2 separate regions of the Phocoena phocoena genome follow, and region 2 is linked to region 1. A link is a contact called in public Hi-C data. All regions are on one chromosome and are shown on one strand. The core of a region is the stretch at or near the end of the contact, and the rest is flanking DNA. Distances in the headings are between cores, read along the strand shown.

What was found. A called contact is a pair of places that touch in the nucleus more often than the background predicts.
Region 2: a Hi-C map of lung shows a contact between it and region 1, with 5 times the contacts expected there. The contact joins the promoter of LOC136127993 here to the promoter of GIMAP8 in region 1. A contact is called at or near these places in 2 of 2 Hi-C or Micro-C datasets (kidney and lung).

What each region holds. Positions count from the first base shown.
Region 1 is chr9:99,671,623-99,678,481 of mPhoPho1.1, reverse strand. It overlaps GIMAP8 (GTPase, IMAP family member 8), which reads right to left and starts at 2,133. Exons shown (of 8, transcript XM_065883616.1): 1 at 2,103-2,133; 2 at 1,729-1,886; 3 at 1,423-1,553. The coding sequence starts at 2,133.
Region 2 is chr9:99,853,054-99,860,205 of mPhoPho1.1, reverse strand. It overlaps LOC136127993 (GTPase IMAP family member 5-like), which reads left to right and starts at 5,040. Exons shown (of 2, transcript XM_065883622.1): 1 at 5,040-5,082; 2 at 6,036-6,916. The coding sequence starts at 5,040. The coding sequence ends at 6,916.

The sequences.
Region 1 (6,859 bases), core at 884-3,383:
CTGTCATCCAGAGTGAAGTAAGTCAGAAAGAGAAAAACAAATATCGTATATTAACGCATATATGTGGAATCTAGAAAAATGGTACAGATGAACCGGTTTGCAGGGCAGAAATAGAGACACAGATGTAGAGAACGAATGTATGGACACAAAGCGGGGAAGGGTGTGGTGGTGGGATGAATTGGGAGATTGGGATTGACATATATACACTAATACGTATAAAATAGGTAACTAATAAGAACCTGCTGTATAAAAAAATAAATAGAATAAAATTCAAGAATTTTTTAAAAACTTAAAAAAATGAAAGAAAGAAAGCTTTCTCCAGAACTCTTGTGAGACTCTAAAGCAGGCTCCACCTTCTTCCCAGGATAGAGCCCAAGGGGGACGAGGCTTCAGGCACCCAAGCAAAGCTTCCAGTGATGTAGGGATTTGTCCAACGTCAGGGGCAGTTCAGGTGCACAGAAAAAGGTGGTCAGAGAAGCTTCCAGAGCCCAGCCTGGAGAGAACTCAGTCCCAGCCCGGCAGGAGGAAGGAAGGGAGTTCATGGGTGAAAGCCCAGGAGGCTTAAATTTAGATAAAATCAGAAAGAGTGTTTTTGGCAAACACTGACCACTTTCAACCATCAGTTAATGGAATCCTGATTGTGCAAGGGTTGGGAAATATCACGAGAGTGAATGTGGAAAATCCGTGTCCAAACGGCCAGCTTCCCTGCCCGCTTCTGCTCAAGGAGGCAGGCAGCTCCCGCTGACTTCCCCGGGGTGAGGGTGGGAGTTTGCTTTGTGTCGCAGTCGTAATGTCAGGGGATGCCGGAGGAGCGGACCTACCCCCCTTTTTCTTCCAGGCCTTCATCTCAGCCCTGGGTGGGGCGAGCAGCTCCCTCCCAGACCCGCCTCTTCCTAGGAAGCTGCGCACAGACACGACTCCCCGGGGAGGGGGTGACCTCTGTGCCCCCCCAGGCTAGGGAGACCTGCGCTGGGGCGGGAAGAACACCCCAGAGCCCCTGAAATCAAGCCTTCCAGGTGGCTGTCTCCCCGCCCTGCGTCGGCCGCCTTTCCCATCCTCATGTTCACGTCCAGCACAGAAACCGCCACCACGCACATACGTACCTCGGTCCTGTCCCCTGACCTGTCACAGTCTCAGAACCTCCAGGTTCCGCGCGCCTCCGTCTCTGCATCGCTTGGCTGGGTGAAGCGGCTACTCTATCCCCTCAGAGGATGGAGCAGCGGCGCGGGGAGAGGAAAGCAGGGTCTGGACCAGCTTCGCAGGGTCAGGATCTTCCTGACATAGTGTTTCTGAGGAGGAAGAGCCTTTTAGAAATAGGTGTCCAATGCAGTCGGAGGGGAAGTTCAGAAGTGATGCCAGATCGCAGGGTGAGAACGTCTGGGTCAAGGCGGTCTGAGCCAGGAAGGGACCGCGCCCACCTACCCGGCGCGGTCAAAGGCTGGTGGGAGGTGGAGGGCGGAGGCTCCGCTGGGGCTGAGGGGACCCGGGCTGAGCCCCAGCCGAGCTTCGGAAGTGTCCCTCGAGAAGGATCGCTGTGCCGACGGCACAGGCGGCTGTGCGGAAAACAATCGGGGGCATTTCAAGGCTTTGCGCAAGCTGGGGGTGGGGGGAGGGCCCGGAGCCCGGAGCAGGTGTTTCTGCCCCAGCAGGTCCCAGCATTCACCGCTCAGCCCTGCCCTTTCCCGAGATTGGGGTGAAAACCGAAAGACATAGTTTACCTTCTCCCACCAACTCCTCGCCCTCCGTCTGCCCCGCAGCAGCCCGTACAGCTTCCTGTAACAGCTCCTCTCCTGCCTTCCAGAGGGCTCTCCCCGAACGCCTCCTCCGGAGAAACTCGGGGCCTCGGACCAGCGCTGCTTCCCAGGAGAAAGTGTTCTTTCCCGGAGCTAGACAAACATTTGAAATGCTAGAACGTTGATGCTTTCCAAGAGTTCATAAAACGAAACCCTATTGTGAGCCATAAGCGTTCAAAGCTTTCTTCTAGAGAAGGAAGTGAAACACAGAAAAAGACCTTATTTTATTTTATTGTGCTAAAAAAAAAAAACAAAAATAAAAACAACCACACACGTAACATTGACCATCTTAGCCATCTTTAAAGGTACAGCTCAGCAGCTTCAGGTGCGTTCTCGACATCGTGCCGAGAGAGTTCCAGAACTATTCCATCCCACAGCCTGGAGCTCTGGCCCCATTAGATGCCAATACTGCTCCCCCCTCCCCAGCCCCTGGTAACCGCCGTCTACTTTCTGTGTCTATGATTTAGATACTTCCTGTGACTGGAATCAGACAGTATTTGTCCTATGTGACTGGCTTTTTTCACTTAGCTTAATGTCCTCCGTGTGAGAGGACTTTCAATCACGGTGCAGAGGCCCTTGAGCTCACACTGTCACTCCAGGCTGGGTCTATGAATTGTCTGACGTGGGGCTGAGCCTTCCAGAGACTCCATGGAAGGAGGAGCAGTGGGGGCTGGACTGGGCTTTGAGGGGCTGCCGTGTCTCCTGGGATCCCCCTCCCCTCTGGTCTTCAAGTTAAGTCTGCTGGCACCGCTACCAAGGGCTGGGGTGACACGGCTACACCTTGGAGGGGAAACCGAAAGAGGGTCTCCCATGCCCCCACCCTCTTAGTAGGGAGGACCAGGTCCAGGAAGAATCCCCACCCTCCCTGGGGCACTAGATCAATTCACATAAGATCAACACATCAAAACCATCAGACAGGGGCTTCCCGGGTGGCGCAGTGGTTGAGAATCTGCCTGCCGATTCAGGGAACACGGGTTCGAGCCCTGGTCCAGGAAGATCCCACGTGCCGCGGAGCAACTAGGCCCGTGAGCCACAACTACTGAGCCCGCGCGTCTGGAGCCTGTGCTCCGCAACAAGAGAGGCCGCCATAGTGAGAGGCCCGCGCACCGCGATGAAGAGTGGCCCCCGCTTGCCGCAACTAGAGAAAGCCCTCGCACAGAAACGAAGACCCAACACAGCCAAAATTAATTAATTAATTAATTAATTTTTTAAAAAACCCAGCCATCAGACAGAAACCTGTCACGTGGCCAATCAGTCATCCCAGCTGTGTCACTCCCAGATGTGGAGGTCAGGTGAAGGCAGGGTCACAGGCCTGGTGGGATACCATATCCCCAAAACAGAGAACACAGTAAACTGAGATCAAGAAAATCTCCCTCTTTCTTAGATGAAATATGAAGCTTTGGGGGGGGCTCTGAATAAAACCAAAGCCTCAGATGACTCCTCGATGAATCAGCAGTTGTTTATTCGCTGAGTCAACGATTTTGCGAAACGATCCTCAGCACACCAGCTTTTGGAGAATGGACTTCTGTGGGCAAGGCGGCTGATTCTGGTTGGGCCCGGATCTGGGGAAGGATGGGGCTTTCCTGCTCCCTAGTGGCTGTGTGGGTAATGACAAGGGCAGCAAAAGCACTCCCCAGGTGGCTCTTGCAAGGACTCTGCAGGTAAGACACCCCTCTTTCCCCTTCCCCTCCGAGACTCTCAAAGGGGGCGGGAGGGAGAAGGACTGGATTTCCAGAAAGTATATATGTAACATGTGTACTTCCTCCTGGAAGGCACAAGTTATGCGAACAAGGAGGAAGCTACCAGGACCCAGCACTGTATCAGACACAGAGGTTCAAAGACTCTCCAGACACATCCCTGGCTCAAGGAGCTCAATCAAATGACGGGAAAAGAGACTAAAGCTGTGGATATGAAAAGTGTACATGCGCTGCCATAGAAGCGTGTTCAGGAGGCCATGGGAGCAAAGAGGAAGGCTGTCAACTCTGCAAGATGGAGAAACAACCAAGTGGGAAGCAAACTTATCAACAAACCCATAAACCAGCCCTTTACTGTGCCAGGGACTTTAATGGAGGAGATTAGCAGGCAGTAGAGGCAGAAGCTACACACGGGAGCTTAAGCCTACCCGCAGTCTTGAAGGGCAGGTAGAAATTTCCCTGGGAAGGACACTCAGGCAGAGGGAGAGTGGCAAATGCCACAGGCAGTCAGAGTGATGAGAGCAGCTTGGGCACGTGAACGAAATGGGGTCAGGCTGCAGGACCACTGAGAGGCTACTGCAATAGTACAAGCTAGAAACAAGGACATGAACGAAAATAGTGACAGTGAAAATGGACGTGGAAAAAGGAACAGATTTACGATAGATTTAGGAGCTAGAAACAGCACAAGAATAAAAAAGAGTCATTCAGGACTGCTTTTACAAGTGTTCCAAGTTGTCACATCGAAGGGAGTGCTACTCACAACATAGACATTCCTTATTTCAAAAAAAAATTTATAGGTTGTTTTATTTCCAAGATAGGACATGTGTGCTTACTACAATTTTGACAGATGGCAGTAAAAGTGTCTTGTAACTAAATTTGTACATGTTGACAGTTTTCAGATGTAATTAAAATGTCTTATTCAAACAGACTCCTTGTTTGTTACAATATTTATTATTAAGAAATAATATGCAGCCCTGAACCAAGATGGCAGAGTAGAAGGACGTGCTCTCACTCCCTCTTGCGAGAACACCAGAATCACAACTAGCTGCTGGACAATCATGGACGGGAAAAAATTCATCGACGGGAAGACACTGGAACTCACCAAAAATTATACCCCACATGCAAAGACAAAGGAGAAGCCACAATGAGACGGTAGGAGGGGCGCAATCACAGTAAAATCAAATCCTACAACTGCTGGGTGGGTGACTCACAGACTGGAGAACACTTATACCACAGAAGTCCACCCACTGGAGTGAAGTTTGAGCCCCACGTCAGGCTTCCCAACCTGGGGGTCCGGCAATGGGAGGAGGAATTCCTAGAGAATCAGACTTTGAAGGTTAGTGGGATTTGATTGCAGGACTTCGACAGGACTGGGGGAAACGGAGACTCCACTCTTGGAGGAAACACACAAAGTAGTGCGCGCATCGGGACCCAGGGGAAGGAGCAGTGACCCCAGGGGAGACTGAATCAGACCTACCTGCTAGTGTTGGAGGGTCTCCTGCAGAGGCGGTGGGTGGCTGTGGCTCACCATGGGGACAAGGCCACTGGCAGCAGAAGTCCTGGGAAATAGTCCTTGGCGTGAGCCCTCCCAGAGTCCGCCATTAGCCCCACCAAAGATCCTAGGTAGGCTCCAATGTTAGGTTGCCTTGGGCCAAACAACCAACAGGGAGGGAACCCAGCCCCACCCATCAGCAGTCAAGCGGATTAAAGTTTTACTGAGCTCTGCCCACCAGAGCAACAGTCAGCTCTACCCACCACCAGTCCCTCCCATCAGGAAACTTGCAGAAGCCTCTTAGACAGTCTCATCCACCAGAGGGCAGACAGCAGAAGCAAGAAGAACTGCAATCCTGCAGCCTGTGGAACGAAAACCACATTCACAGAAAGACAGACAAGATGAAAAGGCAGAGGGCTATGTTCCTTCATCACAAGATGAAGGAACAAGATAACACCACAGAAAAACAACGAAATGAAGTGGAGATAGGCAACCTTCCAGAAAAAGAATTCAGAATAATGATAGTGAAGATGATCCAGGACCTCAGAAAAAGAATGGAGGCAAAGATCAAGAAGATGCAAGGAATGTTTAACAAAGACCTAGAAGGATTAAAGAACAAACAAACAGAGATGAACAATACAATAACTGAAATGAAAACTACACTAGAAGGAATCAAGAGCAGAATAACTGAGGAAGAAGAACGGATAAGTGACCTGGAAGACAGAATGGTGGAATTCACGGCTGCGGAACAGAATAAAGAAAAAAGAATGAAAAGAAATGAAGATGGCCTACGAGACCTCTGGGACAACATTAAACGCAATAACATTCACATTATAGGGGTCCCAGAAGGAGAAGAGAGAGAGAAAGGACCAGAGAAAATATTTCAAGAGATTATAGTCGAAAACTTCCCTTACATGGGAAAGGAAATAGCCACCCAAGTCCAGGAAATGCAGAGAGTCCCATACAGGATAAAGCCAAGGAGTAACACGCCGAGACACATAGTCACCAAACTGACAAAAATTAAAGACAAAGGAAAATTATTGAAAGCCTCAAGGGAAAGACGACAAACAACATACAAGGGAACTCCATAAGGTTAACAGCTGATTTCTCAGCAGAAACTCTACAAGCCAGAACAGAGTGGCATGATATACTTAAAGTGATGAAAGGGAAGAACCTACAACCAAGATTACTCTACCCAGCAAGGATCTTATTCAGATTCAATGGAGGAATCAAAAGCTTTACAGACAAGCAAAAGCTAAGAGAATTCAGCACCACCAAACCAGCTCTACAACAAATGCTAAAGGAACTTCTCTAAGTGGAAAACACAAGAGAAGAAAAGGACCTACAAAAACAAACCCAAAACAATTAAGAAAATGGTCATAGGAACATACATATAGATAATTACCTTAAATGTGAATGGATTAAATGCTCCAACCAAAAGACACAGGCTTGCTGAATGGATACAAAAACAAGACCCATATATATGTTGTCTACAAGAGACCCACTTCAGACCTAGGGACACATACAGACTGAAAGTGAGGGGATGGAAAACGATATTCCATGCAAATGGAAATCAAAAGAAAGCTTGGGGAGTCCCTGGTGGCGCAGTGGTTGAGAGTCCACCTACCGATGCAGGGGACACGGGTTTGTGCCCCGGTCTGGGAAGATCCCACATGCCATGGAGCGGCTGGGCCCGTGAGCCATGGCCGCTAAGCCTGCGCATCTGGAGCTTGTGCTCCGCAATGGGAGAGGCCACAACAGTGAGAGGCCCGCGTAATGCAAAAAAAAAAGAAAAGAAAAGAAAGCTGGAGTAGCAATACTCATATCAGATAAAATAAACTTTAAAATAAAGAATGTTACAAGAGACAAGGAAGGACACT
Region 2 (7,152 bases), core at 3,791-6,290, 180 kb before region 1:
ACGTGGCAGGTGTGGATTTGCTACGGTTGAGCAATGTCTTGCGTACCAGGTATTTACAAAATGTGTGCTGAGATAACTGAATAGGTTGACTTCGTGCATAGAAGTATTCACGATAAACCAGTTGAGAGTTGATAAATGTCTAGCACAAAGAGTTATTTTTGTTTTAGAGGAGTTGATCTTTTAACCTCCTTTCCCCTACCCACCCACCCCCAACTAAAATGAGATATCAGAGGGATTTCTAGCTAGCAAAGACCAAAAATGTCTTCTGTATGTTAAAAGCATGCCTTTCTGTCCTCTACAGCAGGAGGGCATGTGTCCACCTCATTTCAGTGTAATAGCTATTATTGTTTGAAAAGTTAAAATGACAGTATCGATATGGGAGAATATTTTGTAAGTCAGGCATGGCTTTCATTGCAAATGTGAAACGTGGGTGTTATCTGCATTATAAATGCCCTCCCCTCTCAGCAAAGAACCAAGAGGTACTTGCAGCTCAATGTCCTGATTATAGCTGTTTCTCAACTTACAGTTTTGAACCCAAATGTGCAAGTAATGGTTCAAACTCTGCCCCCTTCACTCTAAGGATGTCTCCAGAGAGGTGCTTCAGCCCCTGCAACCCAGGGGCCCCCAGCAGGGCCTTTGCACAGAAGCAGAGGAAGAACATTAACCAGGGCAGTGGGAGGCGCCATGTCACCCCTATCCACTTAAGTGCCTGTCACTTTGCCCAAATCGCACTATGGGTGGGGTCGGATGTGTCCCTGGCTTCTGTGGAAATGCAAGTCCACCTAGGTGAAGAAACCTACCAAACTTTGTTTCCTCCTCAGGTCAAAGCATGGGTGACTCGAGAGCAGGGCATTTGACAGAGAAACAAGAAGGGGGGCCAGAGCCAGAGGAGGTCTCAAGCAAGATGCCTGCCTTAAGTTCAGCCTTCACTGCCATCTGGAGTTACATCTAAGAAGCTATCTTTATGCAGGAGACATAAATGGTGGGCGTGGGGAGATGCGAGTTGGTCCAGTGTGGGCCAGTGAAGGGCGGTGGATGCTTGGTTTGGGATGCAACCGTGCCCCAGATGTTCATTGGCTTCCCCGAGTCTCCAGACTAACTCAGGTAGAGACCTTGTTCTGCAGAAAAGCCTTACAGAGATGCGGTGGGGAGAAGGAAATGGAACTGTTATTAAAAAGAAAACAAAACCAAGCCAAACCAAAAAAGAAAACCCTCTTCCTCTGGCGTCTCCGAGGGCTTCTGAGTCACTCTCTGAGGACAGCTTGGTGAGGAAACTCACACATTGTCCTTTCCCTCCCCCGGGGCTCACGGTCTTTTTCTCTCTCTCTCTTTCTCTCTGGCAGGTAGAATTGGTGGCCAGGTTTTTTCATCTGTCACTCCTCTTATGTTTTTGTGAAGAGACTAGAAGCCAATGAGAGAGGCTGCCTGGGAGAGGAGGGAAGATTGCAGCAAGATTGTCTGAGAACTTGCAGAACTTTCCAGGACATACCAGGTAACAGGGCTTGTTCGTCTCTCTACCTCTCTCCTTCCCCTTCCCTCCCTCTCCTTCTCCCTCTCTGTGCAGTTCTCCCAGTAACAATCTGTGTCAATCTGCACACTTGATCTTTCTAAGCCTGAGTTTCATTATTCCTAAATTATCAGGGTCAGGAATTACATACCCTAAAGCCCCAAATAACTGCAAACAGAAAATATTACTAGTACTATATTTTTCAGAACCTAAAATTTTGAACAGAATGAGCTCAGAGAGTAGCCCTTTGGTGATACTAGCTCGTTTATTTCTCGCGTTTGTGCAAAAGTGTATCCACATAGGCACCCACATCTGGGTGCACCTATAGAGTTCTCTGCGCGTTGCTGGGTGAGGGAGGACGGTCTGACCCTCCTCCCTGCAACCTGCTCCCAGAAGTCATAGGATGCCTTCTGAAGAACAGGCTGGAAACCGGCCTTGCGATTTTAATCTGACTTGATGTCTGTCGCTTGTCTCTGTCGCACACACCACTCAACTCGAAGGCAAGTTTCTGTTTTCAAGAGGGAAAACGATTTCAGGAACAGGACAAGGTGATCCGCTTGGGTAAAACACGTGCTTTATTTCTGAGAAAGACATACAATTTATTGTTTTGAAAAATGATTTAACCTGCTCACTGACCAGGATGGAGTTACGAGGGCGTTATCCCTGGAGGATTACCCTGCTTGGCACCCTTTGACAGCGACCGGTGTCTCACCATGGCATCTTGTTTATGATTCCTAATCGGCGTGTCACCTTCTCCAACCCTCTCCCGTGGGGCCAGTAGGGAGGAGATCCTGAATACTTTTGGCAAATGAGAGTGAGATAATCTGCCTGGGTTTTGGCCCATTTCACAATTTTGCCAAGGGTGCCTCTACCTTTCCTGTCCCCACGTGCTCCTTTCAGCCCTGCCCAGTGGAGACGTCGCAGGAAGTGGGGCTTCCCAAGGGTGGTACAAGGAATCACCTTCTTTCCCTGTCTTTGGAAGGAGCTGTTCTCTAAACTGGTCCAACCGTCCTCCAAGTGTAGGGAGAGAAGTGTCTAGCAAAGCCAGGTATTTAGTAACATTTTCAATGAGTGGATGGAAGGATGATGGCTCTGCAGTGAGGTTGATGGCCAGAAGGAAGCACGATGATGGTGATGTCGGGAGGGGACTAATGTGGCGACAAGGGCACAGGGATCTGCAGGGGACAGAGTAGGGGAGGGTGTACAGCTGGGACCCGGTGGCAGCCTTCTGGCCAGAGGTGTGGCCGTTTGGACTAGAGAGGGAAAAAAAATCCTCCCAAAATAATTGAGAAAGATGGTTCTTGAGAAGGGGCCCCTTTTTTCACTTCTCTTTCTGCTCAGGCTAGACTCAGAGAGAGCAGGAATTCAAGCCTCTCATTCTTGTTCCAAGATGGCTGGCTACCAGTCGCTTGGCCATACACATCACGTGAGTAGCGTTGCTTGACCCGTTCCCGAGGGTCTGAGGGGCAGCCAGAGGGGAACATCCCTCCCAGCACACAGGGCAGGCAGCGCACTCTGGTCCTGCCTGCACTCCCAATTGGCCGGGAGACACCGTGAAGGGGTTGCCATCTCTCTCGGGTATCCCTTCAACCCACAGTCCTGGGTGCAGGTGGCTTCACATTGCTGCTGTATTCCTCATATATAAAAGACGTGGACGGTGTTACCTGATTTCTCTGAGTCCAGGCATATCAGCTCCAGCCCCCCTCCAGCTCCCCTTTCTGCAGCTCTTTCAGCATCACCTTCTCTGCCCCTTAACATTCATCCAATCACTTACCTGGTACCAGCCTGGTGTCCTCAGATGCTTGGGAGCCCCTCCTTGCTGGTCCTCTCTGGAGACCACCATTCAAGATGATCCAAGGGCAGTAAATGAGAAAACAGAGCACCTTGGTTTCAAGATCATCAGCACAGAAAACAAGCTGATATCTAAAAAACACCGGTGTCCCCATTTGCCTCCCCTATGCAATCACATCTTTTAAAAAGTCCTCCCTGTAGACTTCATGCTTGAAAAGATCCAGCCAAAGGTGAGAATTATTTTCAGGTTTGCTCCTTCTCCAGATTTCAACAGAGAGAATTAGCTGGATCGATGTATCAGTTTTCTCCAGAAAAAACGGAACCAATAGGATGTATATATGAAGAAATCTATTTGAAAGATTGGCTCACGCAATTATGGGGGCTAGTAGGTCCAAAACTGGCAGGATAGAAACTCAGGCAGGAGCTGATGTTGAAGTCTTGAGGCTGAATTCTCTTTTGGCTTGAAAATACCATTAGAACGAATTACAAGATATTACCGGGAAACTGTCTGATAGAAGCTGAATTTTGACATTCAAATTAAAATAATTCCCAAGTTATTTATTTATTAAATTATTTTTCCTTCAAAGGTAATCACAGTGGCCAGTTTCAGAGGTGGAGGGGCTAGATAACATCCTATATGGTGTGATTCCAAGGAGTGTGGAGGAAATCTACTTATTCCAAAAAGTAGTTTTTTTCGGTTCACCTGTCCTAGATGCTGAAATTCCACAATTAGAGATTCATTCTTTAGCATTAACTCCTTGAGCCTTAGAAAATACTCTAAAACTTGGCACACAGTGAGGTCCTGATGCAGTTTTGGCAAGGGTCGTGAAGTTCTTTCCCAATAGTGAAGCTTGAGTAGTCATCCTTGGATGGGGCCTGAGTGGCCCCACTCGCTGAGCACAGGAAGTAGGAAGTAGGAAGAAAGACAAAGATCAAGAAAAAGGCATATGGGGTACAATGAAAGAAGGGGAGTGGACTGGAGAGGGATGCCCCTGAGGTAGCTACTGGTCAGAGACTATTTGAGCTGAGAATATGGAAGCATAACTCTTTGGTAACATAAGAGCTGGTCTGAGCCTAACAGATCAGGTCTTCCCTCTGTTTACCGGACGTATGCTCCACCCCACTGCCCACCTGGGGTCATGACAATCTCCTACTCCTGGCATGACCAACTCGTCCTGGTTTGCCTGGGGCTCTCCCAGTTTCAACACTGAAGTTCCTTTGATCAGGGGATCCTCTCAGTCCTGGGCAAACTGGGATGATTCGTGACCCTCTCTACCACCATCACCACGGAAACTTAGGGAAGAACGTCTTTTGTGAGTTTACCCAAGGCGAAACTTTGCGAGGCAATCTTGAGTTTGGGTGCCAGGACTGAGATCCTGAAGACAGAGAGCCAGGAAGCCAGGATATGACCAACTTCCTCAGTTGGTCTTCTGGGTGGACAGCACGTTTTCAGTGCGTCCTGTTAGTAGCTAAATCCAGGCGGCGGGAAACCACGTGCGTTGCTCTTGTGTTGGGACTGTGTATATACTCTTTGTGAGGAAGTTCAGTCTAGTGCCGAGAATGGCTGAGGGTCCGCAGCCCTGGGTTTTAGTCTCGGCTCGTCCATTAAAGTATGTGTGACCTTCAGTAGTCGTTTTTTTCTCCCTTCAATCTCCTCATCTATAAAATGTGGTGTTTTGTGTCGGATGTCACATCCGACTCGAGTATGAACAGTCTCTGCCTGTTTTCCGTCTAGAACAAAATGGAGGGGCTTCAGAAGGGTGGAGAAGACACGTGCATCAAAGGTAAGATCTGGTGGAGCCCTGCACAACACCTGGGGACCATGAACTCAGCATTGGGTCAGCAAACTTCCCACCGGTAGGGAAAGGTACAAGACTAGAGTCACCTCAACACAAAGAAAATGCATGTCCCCCAAGAAATAGAACTTATTAGGCTATCTGCTGTCATGCTCTCCTTAGTGAGGGTAAGTTCTTTCAGGTAAAACCCTGCCATCTTGTAAAACAGAGACCAGGCAGGGATGGGAGGAGATGAAAGTATGCAACTGACAATTAATTTAATGGTTGTAGGAAGCTCTGAGCATCAGAAGGCCTTCAGGGTGGGAACTGAATAGGGAGAATGTTCTGGAAAGGGTGGAAAAATTCAGCATCCCAAAAGGAGCGATCCTGATGACTTTGGCCAGCTGGGATGATTTATCCACCAACCCTGCAAGACTTCCCTTTATTCTCTATGTAACAATATTTACTCTGAGCCCAGCCCTGTTCTGGGAAAAGAGAGTGTGATAGCCTAATTGATCCAGGGAGGCTATTCCTTCTAGGTCTTTTCCTTTTTATCTTTCGTTCTCTTCCTCCTAAAAAGGCATTTATTACTCTTTTTGTCAGTTCAGGCTGCTAAAACAACCACCACAGACTGGGTGGTAATCAACGAATGTTAATTTCTCACTGATCTGGAGGCTGGAAGGTCCAAGGTCGAGGTGTGGTAGATCTGGTGTCTGGGGAGAACACTCTTCCGGGTTGCTGTGTCCTCATCTGGTGGAAAGAGAGTTCCAGTCTCTTTCTTTTCTTAGAAGGACGCTAATTCCATCATGGAGTTCCATCCTCACGCCCTCATCTAGACCTCAGCACTTCCCAAAGACGCAACTTCCAGATACCATTGACAATTAGGGTTTCAGCATATGATTTTGGGGGGGACACATTCAGTCCATGGCAATGGCACATTAACTTTCTGTGTGCTCTGACAGGCGGAGGAGAAGAGAGCTTAAATCCAGGATCGTTTTGGTTGAGGATCATCCTGGTGGGCAAAACAGGCAGCGGGAAGAGTGCCACCGGGAACAGCATCCTCTGCCAGCCAGTGTTTGAGTCCAGGCTGGCGGCCCAGTCGGTGACCAGGAAGTGTCAGGGCGCAACGGGCACGTGGGATGGGAGGAGCGTCCTGGTGGTGGACACGCCCCCCATCTTTGAGGCGAGGGCCCAGGACCAAGAGGCGTACGAGGACATCGGGGACTGCTACCTGCTCTCGGCCCCGGGGCCTCACGTGCTGCTGCTGGTGACCCAGCTGGGGCGCTTCACAGAGCAGGACGTGGTGGCCGTGACCAGGGTGAAGGAGGTCTTTGGGGCGAGAGCCCTGAGACACACGGTCATCCTCTTCACCCGCAAGGAGGACTTAGCGGACGGATCCTTGCATGACTACGTAGCAAACACAGACAACGTCAGGCTGAGGGGCCTGGTCCGGGAGTGCGGGCACAGGTACTGCGCCTTCAGCAACCGGGCCTCCGGGGACGAGCAGAGGAAGCAGCTGGCCGAGCTGATGGCCGTGGTCGAGGGGCTGGAGAGGGAGCTCCAGGGCGCCTGCCTCAGCAACGACCTCTTCTTTGATGCACAGCGGCTCCAGCAGGGCGGGGGCGACCCCCGTGGAGAAGGTCACGTGCGCTACCTGGCCAAGGTGCGGTCGCATATTGCAAAGCAAAAGCAAGACCTGAAAGAGGCCCAGAGAAACCGCGCCTTCAAGGCGCTCCTGCGAGTCAAACACTGGATCTTCGTGCACGATGCTCTTTGTGTGTGTCTTGTCTGGTGCGGCTTACTTTTTCTTCTTATTCTGCTGATCATTTGGTATCATCTTTAATCCTCCTCTGTTTCATCTGTTTGTCAGAGGCTTTTCTAAAGTATCACCTCAAGGATTCTTTGTTCATTTCAGAAATAAATTCTGTTGGTCTGCAGGGGACATGGTTTGTCATCTCCGCAGCTCCCAACTTCCTTGTGGGTTTCTGGCTCGGTTCACGCCTCCACCAGTCCCTCGGTGAAGCCACGTGCCTCAGAGGAAGATGACGATGGCTCAGTTCGAGGGATGCCTGGCTGGTC